Linked DNA regions of Salvelinus alpinus: region 2 is linked to region 1. The links are chromatin contacts, called in public Hi-C maps. All regions are on one chromosome and are shown on one strand. Each heading gives the region's core, a stretch centred on a gene start, on an enhancer-like site or on the middle of the called end of the contact. The rest is flanking DNA. Distances are from core to core; before and after follow the strand shown. Region 1 holds the start of LOC139578835 (tetraspanin-5-like). Region 2 holds the start of LOC139578845 (ATP-dependent RNA helicase DHX15).

Region 1 (3,116 bases), core at 204-2,703:
AGCTAGAGACTGGAACGAGCTGCAACAAACACTCAAACTGGATAGTTTTATCTCAATCTCTTCTTTTAAAGACTCAATCTTGGACACTCTTACTGGCAGTTGTGACTGCTTTGTGTGATGTATTGTTGTCTGTACCTTTTTGCCCTTTGTGCTGTTGTCTGTGCCCAATAATGTTTGTACCATGTTTTGTGCTGCTACCATGTTGTTGTATGTTGTGTTGCTACCATGCTGTGTTGTCATGTGTTGCTGCCTTGCTATGTTGTTGTCTTAGCTCTATCTTGTTGTGATGTGTGTTTAGTCCTATATTTATATTGTATTATTTTTTTTATTCCAGGCCCCGTCACCGCAGGAGGCCTTTTGGTAGGCGGTCATTGTAAATAATAATTTGTTCTTAACTGACTTGCCTAGTTAAATAAAGATTAAATATCAGATAAAGTAGATATTTTTCTCAATAGTCTGCATGTTGACATAATTGTCATGCACAGTGATGCCAAGATGTTATAAAATAGAAACAATAGAGGGAACATGTTATCAGATGTAAGCTGCTATAGCTTGCATTTCATTTAAGGAGTGCCATGAGCTGTAGGCCTACAAATTTAATGACAAAAAATGACATTATGACGTAATCACAAATGGATACTTAGAATTACAACGAGCAGCAAGAGGGAAGCTGCTTATCTAGGTCCGGACCCCGCGTTCATCAAAATAAACCATAATTCTACTATTTTAGTTCAACATTGGCGCATTTACCACCGATTCGGCTATTATTGGTGTCCCGTATGTTGGTGTCCTCATAAAGCACCTATTCAATGTTAATAATGGTCGACCAATAACCTAATGTGCACTGCATTCAGATTTCAATTCGTTTAATTATCTTATTTATTGCATCCGTTGATGTAAGACTTAAAAAACATTAATGATACAAATTCCTTGCCCATTTTCCCCCATATGTGAAACGCAGGCCAAGGTTGAAAAGCATTTCAATATGATGTAGGCTAGTCTATAAAGCCATGAGACACTGAAAACGTCATATAGCAGATTTACTTACCCAAAATATTATATTGAATCCAAATATGAAATATTTGATACAGCAACTGACTTCATGAGCCTTGAAATACTTTCCGGACATCATTTGGCTCGTATTTACAAATGTCGCCCACCAGAATAGGGCTAAATCACATCCAATCTGGTTTGGGTTCGACAGATCGTTTCAGAAACCCGCAGTTAACGGTTCAACCAGTAGAAATGTTCCGACAATTGTTCAGCGTGTAATAACGTTCAACATCTTGCTTCCTCTTTGAAATGCGTAGGGTCACAAACTATCTGCTTTAAAACAAATATCGAATGTCGTATCCAATATATATATTTTTTACCCTACAGTATATGAGCCCAACCAGATTAAAACCTTTCTTCTGTCTGGTCCATGATCTAGACACCGCTGTTATTTGATGGACGTGTCTGCCTACCAATGAGAGCTTTCCTGTCATGACTATACATGGCACGTGCAAAACAACTGGGAACTCGGAACATGGAACTCAGAAATGTACGACTTCCGACAGTTCAAAACAACTGGGAAACATCGTTTTGAACAGTCATCCAACTCTGAATTCCTTTTTCTGGAGCTCTGATTTTCCGACCTGAAGTTCACTGACGTCATGATTTGACCTCATATTTTTCCGAGTTCCCAGTTGTTTTGAACGCAGCAATAGACCTTTAACAAAGATGTTTATAACTAACCCAAGATAGACCCCAGCCTGTAGTTTCCAACGGGAACAAATGAGTCATAGTTGGCAGAACAATTAGGAGGCGGGCAGAGCCAAGCACGAGCTAGCGAGATCATATTGGCGCGTTCTAGCATGTATTTGCATATTTCCGTAAGAGAACGCAAAAACTCGATTCGCCCTAGCACTCCTTTCTGAACCTTTTATTTATTTATTTATAAAAAAATGTCTGGCAAAGGGTAAAGTCTACAAATCTTAGTCCACTCTGTTCGTAACAGATTCAAGTTTTGGGAACAGAAAACTGTGTTGAGATCAAATGTTTAATCGATGAGAACATTTGCAGAATGTTGGCCAAAATCCATCTCGTTCTATCTTCTCTCTCTGCCGGCCACTGGGCTTCTTCTCGCCATCAAATTTAATAGTGAGTGGAAACGCCAAGCGGATGCTTCACATTTATACATTCGTTGAAATATCTGCCTCATTGTTCTATCTGTGCCTATACCCTGGTTTTAATGTCCATGCCTATACCACAGAGCAGCAGTTTGTTTTGACTTGCAAAGGTTGCCTAATGGTTAGAGCGTTGGGCCGGTAACTGAAAGGTTGCTAGATCGAATCTCAGAGCTTACAAGGTAAAAATCTGTCGTTCTGCCCCTGAACAAGGCAGTTAACCCACTGTTCCCAGGCTGTCTTAACTGACTTGCCTAGTAAAATAAAAAAAAGCAGCCTGGCAAAGTTGCACTCCTTGTGATGACAAATTGACTAAATTAGTTTAATTCTTTAGGAAATATGTAATCGGGACAATTGTCAAAATGTTCTTAGGGGATGTGTGTGTGAATGGGGGGGAACTGCAAACTTGTGGCGCAGCAGTCTAAGGCACTGCATCTCAGTGCAAGAGCTGGTTCGAATCCAGGCTGTATCATATCCAGCCGTGATTGGATATGGGCGGTGCACAATTGGCCCAGTGTCGTCTGGGTTTGGACTGGGTAGGCCGTCATTGTAAACAAGAATTTGTTCTTAATTGACTTGCCAAGTTAAATAAAGAGTACCTTTATTTTTTTTTAAATGCCCATAGTCCAATAAAGACATGTTATTGATAAGTACAGTCAGCAGCCATATCACCTGGCATTCTTCTGCTGGGTTGCACCGAGTTGGGCTTTGGAAGAGGTTTCTACTGTGATGAGGGCACTGTTATCAAAGGGTGCCATCCTTGCTAAAACTGTAAACTGATGCCCTGATTGAGGACAAGTATTCCAGGGCAGGGCTGTGCACAGACGTTTCAGTGGGCAGGGGCTCAAAATGTAAAATAATCTACTTTAAGCATTAATTTCTAGAAATTCATAACAGCCCCTGTAGTATTTAAAGAATATGCCTATATATTTATTGCAACAACACTTA
Region 2 (3,002 bases), core at 487-2,986, 240 kb before region 1:
TCATCTCTACAAAGTAGCCAGCTTATAAATGATAACTAGTAAGACGCAATATTTGCCGGTTGGTACCTAGCTAAACAAAACAATCTAGCCGTTCGCTAGCAACAACTTGCTACCCGAAAGACAGTAGATGCATGAAACGAGAAGCTTACCCATCAGATCTCTTTTTATTGGAGTAGTCGTCACCTAAATCTAAACGGTGTCTTTTAGACATGATGAACAAACACAGATTTAAAATAACAGCGTATATTTAGCTAGTTTCCTTACAACCGGCTAGGTACAGTGTTCCGCGCGAGGAAGCAAATTCGGGTAACCCGGAAGCAGTTTGTTTTAGCTCACTGGTTGTGCTCCTGAAAAGGGTAAAACCACGGACAAGAACAATGAGACAGGTGTTTCACTGGATTATAAATGTGAAGCATCCGCTTGGCGTTTCCACTCACTAGTGGGCAGTGGGAGGAGATGGATTTTGGCAGACATTCTGCAAATTTTCTTATCGATTAAACATTTGATCTCAATACAGTTGTCTGTTCAAAAAACTAGAATATGTTATGAACATAGTGGACTAAGTATTGTAGACCTTGTCCTATGCAAACGTTTTTAAAAATCGTGTTGTTTAGAAGGTGCGCAAAGGCGAATTGAGTTCTTGCACACGCGCACTTCACAGAATAGGCGTCCCCTAACGCAAATATGCAGATCATGCTAGAACACGCCAATAGGATCTCGCTAACTCGTGCTTGAATCTGCCCACTATTGGTAAATTGTTCCCCATTGGAAACGAGGGGCGATTGTCTATCTTGGTTTAGTTATAAAACATCTTCGGTAAAACAGTAACAAATGTGTTGCTCACTGCTGCCATCCTCTGTATCATTGCGCCATAACAGTTGTTACACGGTCAGACTCATTAATGTTTCAGCACAGTTGAATAGCGGAAGTTATCAGTATACTTGGTGTCTTTCTATTTACAGTGTTGCCAACTTAGCGACTAGTCGCTATATTTAGCAAGTATTCAGACCCCTCTAGCGACACATTTTCAAAAAAGCGACTAGCGACAAATCTAGCGACTTTTTCTGGTGTTATTGGAGACTTTTGGAGACTCTGACGTGAAAGCACGTATCGTTCTTACTCTTCTCAACGAGCGTGCTGCGGTGGGCCGGGCCCCACGCCCAGTCCTCGCGCAGCAGTCCCTCCCAGTTGCAGTCAGAGCATGTTCATCACTCCTCGTCTAGACTGCAAATGAATCGCATGCGGGAAGCCGCCGCTGGATGATGCGGCCCTGGTTTACATAAAAAAAAAAAAATTAACCTGAATTAGGGCCAGACTAGTTACCATAATTTTCTCACATTGCCATTGACAGTTTTTTTCTATTGTCTCTTTAGTTCATTTTTAGATTGTTAATGTAGATTGTATACAAAAAAATGTTATGGTTAAAAATGTTAATGTTTTACTGTGGGCTCCTAAGTGGACCATAAGGTTAAAAACCAAACCAAATTAAGAAAACTAAACTAAAAAAATATTTTTTTTTATTAAAAACTAAGTAACTCCGCCAGTGTCTCTTTAGAGTCACTTTTGCTGGTCCCAAGCCCGGATAAAGCAGGAGGGTTGGAATTGTGACATAAAAAAAACAAGAATTGACAGAAGAAAGTTCATTTGTAGTTCTAAACATATTTAGGGTGTTTTTTTACTCACTTTTTGTCTCTCCCACGACGTTATTCCTTTCTCCTACAGAATCCATCACAATTACATGCACATTGCCAATTATGCAAATTAGGCGATGACGTCATTTAGCTACTTATAGCGACTTTTAGGACAGCCAATAGCTACTTTCCTTACTGAGGAGTTGACAACAGTGATTTGGTAGCGTGCACTGAGAAAATGGGCTACATTATCGTAAGATCCGCAGGTTTTACATTCTGTCTCTAGGACTAGGCTACTTGTTTTCAGGATATTCAATATTCTATGTGACAAGAAATTGTAGATCACATTAAGGCCTATTAGAAAAATACAAATACACTTTAACTTTGTTAAAGCAAAGCCCCTGAACTTTCGTGTATTTTCTGCACTATGCAATGATATGAGCAGTGACCATGTGACGCTTTTACAACATACAGAAGAGAGCTGGTTATCAAGGGTCAAAGTATTGACACATTTTTTAATTGAGAGGAGCTTAAAGTTTTCTTTCCTGACCATCATTTTCACTTGTCTGACCACTTGTATGATGACGAATTTCCCACACAACTGGTCTATCTGGGTGATGTTTTTTCTTTCCTGAATGATCTGAATCTAGGATTACAGGGACTCTCCGCAACTATATTCAATGTACGGGACAAAATTCCGGCTATGATTAAGAAGTTAGAGCTCTTCTCTGTCTGCATTAACAAGAACAACACACAGGTCTTTCCATCATTGTATGATTTTTTTGTGTGCAAATTAATTCAAGCTTACGGACAATGTCAAATGTGATATAGTGAAGCACCTGAGTGAGTTGGGTGAGCAATTATGCAGGTACTTTCCTGAAACGGATGACACAAACAACTGGATTCGTTATCCCTTTCATGCCCTGCCTCCAGTCCACTTACCGATATCTGAACAAGAGAGCCTCATCGAAATTGCAACAAGCGGTTCTGTGAAAAATGAATTTAATCAGAAGCCACTGCCAGATTTCTGGATTGGGCTGCACTCAGAGTATCTTGCCTTGGCAACTCCAGCTGTTAAGACCCTTTGCAACCATGTACCTATGTGAGAGTGGATTCTCGGCCCTCACTAGCATGAAAAATAAATACAGGCAGAGACTGTGTGTGGAAAAATTATTTAAGACTGAGACTCTCCAATACAACCCAACATTGCAGAGTTATGTGCATCCTTTCAAGCTCACCCTTCTCATTAACCTGTGATGAGTTATTCACAATTTTCAATGAACAAATAAGGTTTTATATGTAAGATGGTTAAATAAGGAGCAAAATTATTGATTATTATTATATTATTATTTGTGCCCTGGTCCTATAAGA

Evidence for each region. Hi-C and Micro-C count contacts between places; a contact is called where the count stands out from the background.
Region 2: a contact with region 1 is called in a Hi-C map of muscle, with 5 times the contacts expected there. The contact joins the promoter of LOC139578845 here to the promoter of LOC139578835 in region 1. A contact is called at or near these places in 2 of 3 Hi-C or Micro-C datasets (muscle and red muscle).

Annotation. Positions count from the first base shown.
Region 1 is chr6:51,765,117-51,768,232 of SLU_Salpinus.1, reverse strand. It overlaps LOC139578835 (tetraspanin-5-like), which reads right to left and starts at 1,453. Exons shown (of 11, transcript XR_011675627.1): 1 at 1,049-1,453.
Region 2 is chr6:52,006,583-52,009,584 of SLU_Salpinus.1, reverse strand. LOC139578845 (ATP-dependent RNA helicase DHX15) reads right to left here and starts at 1,736. Exons shown (of 15, transcript XM_071406930.1): 1 at 1,684-1,736; 2 at 1,121-1,270.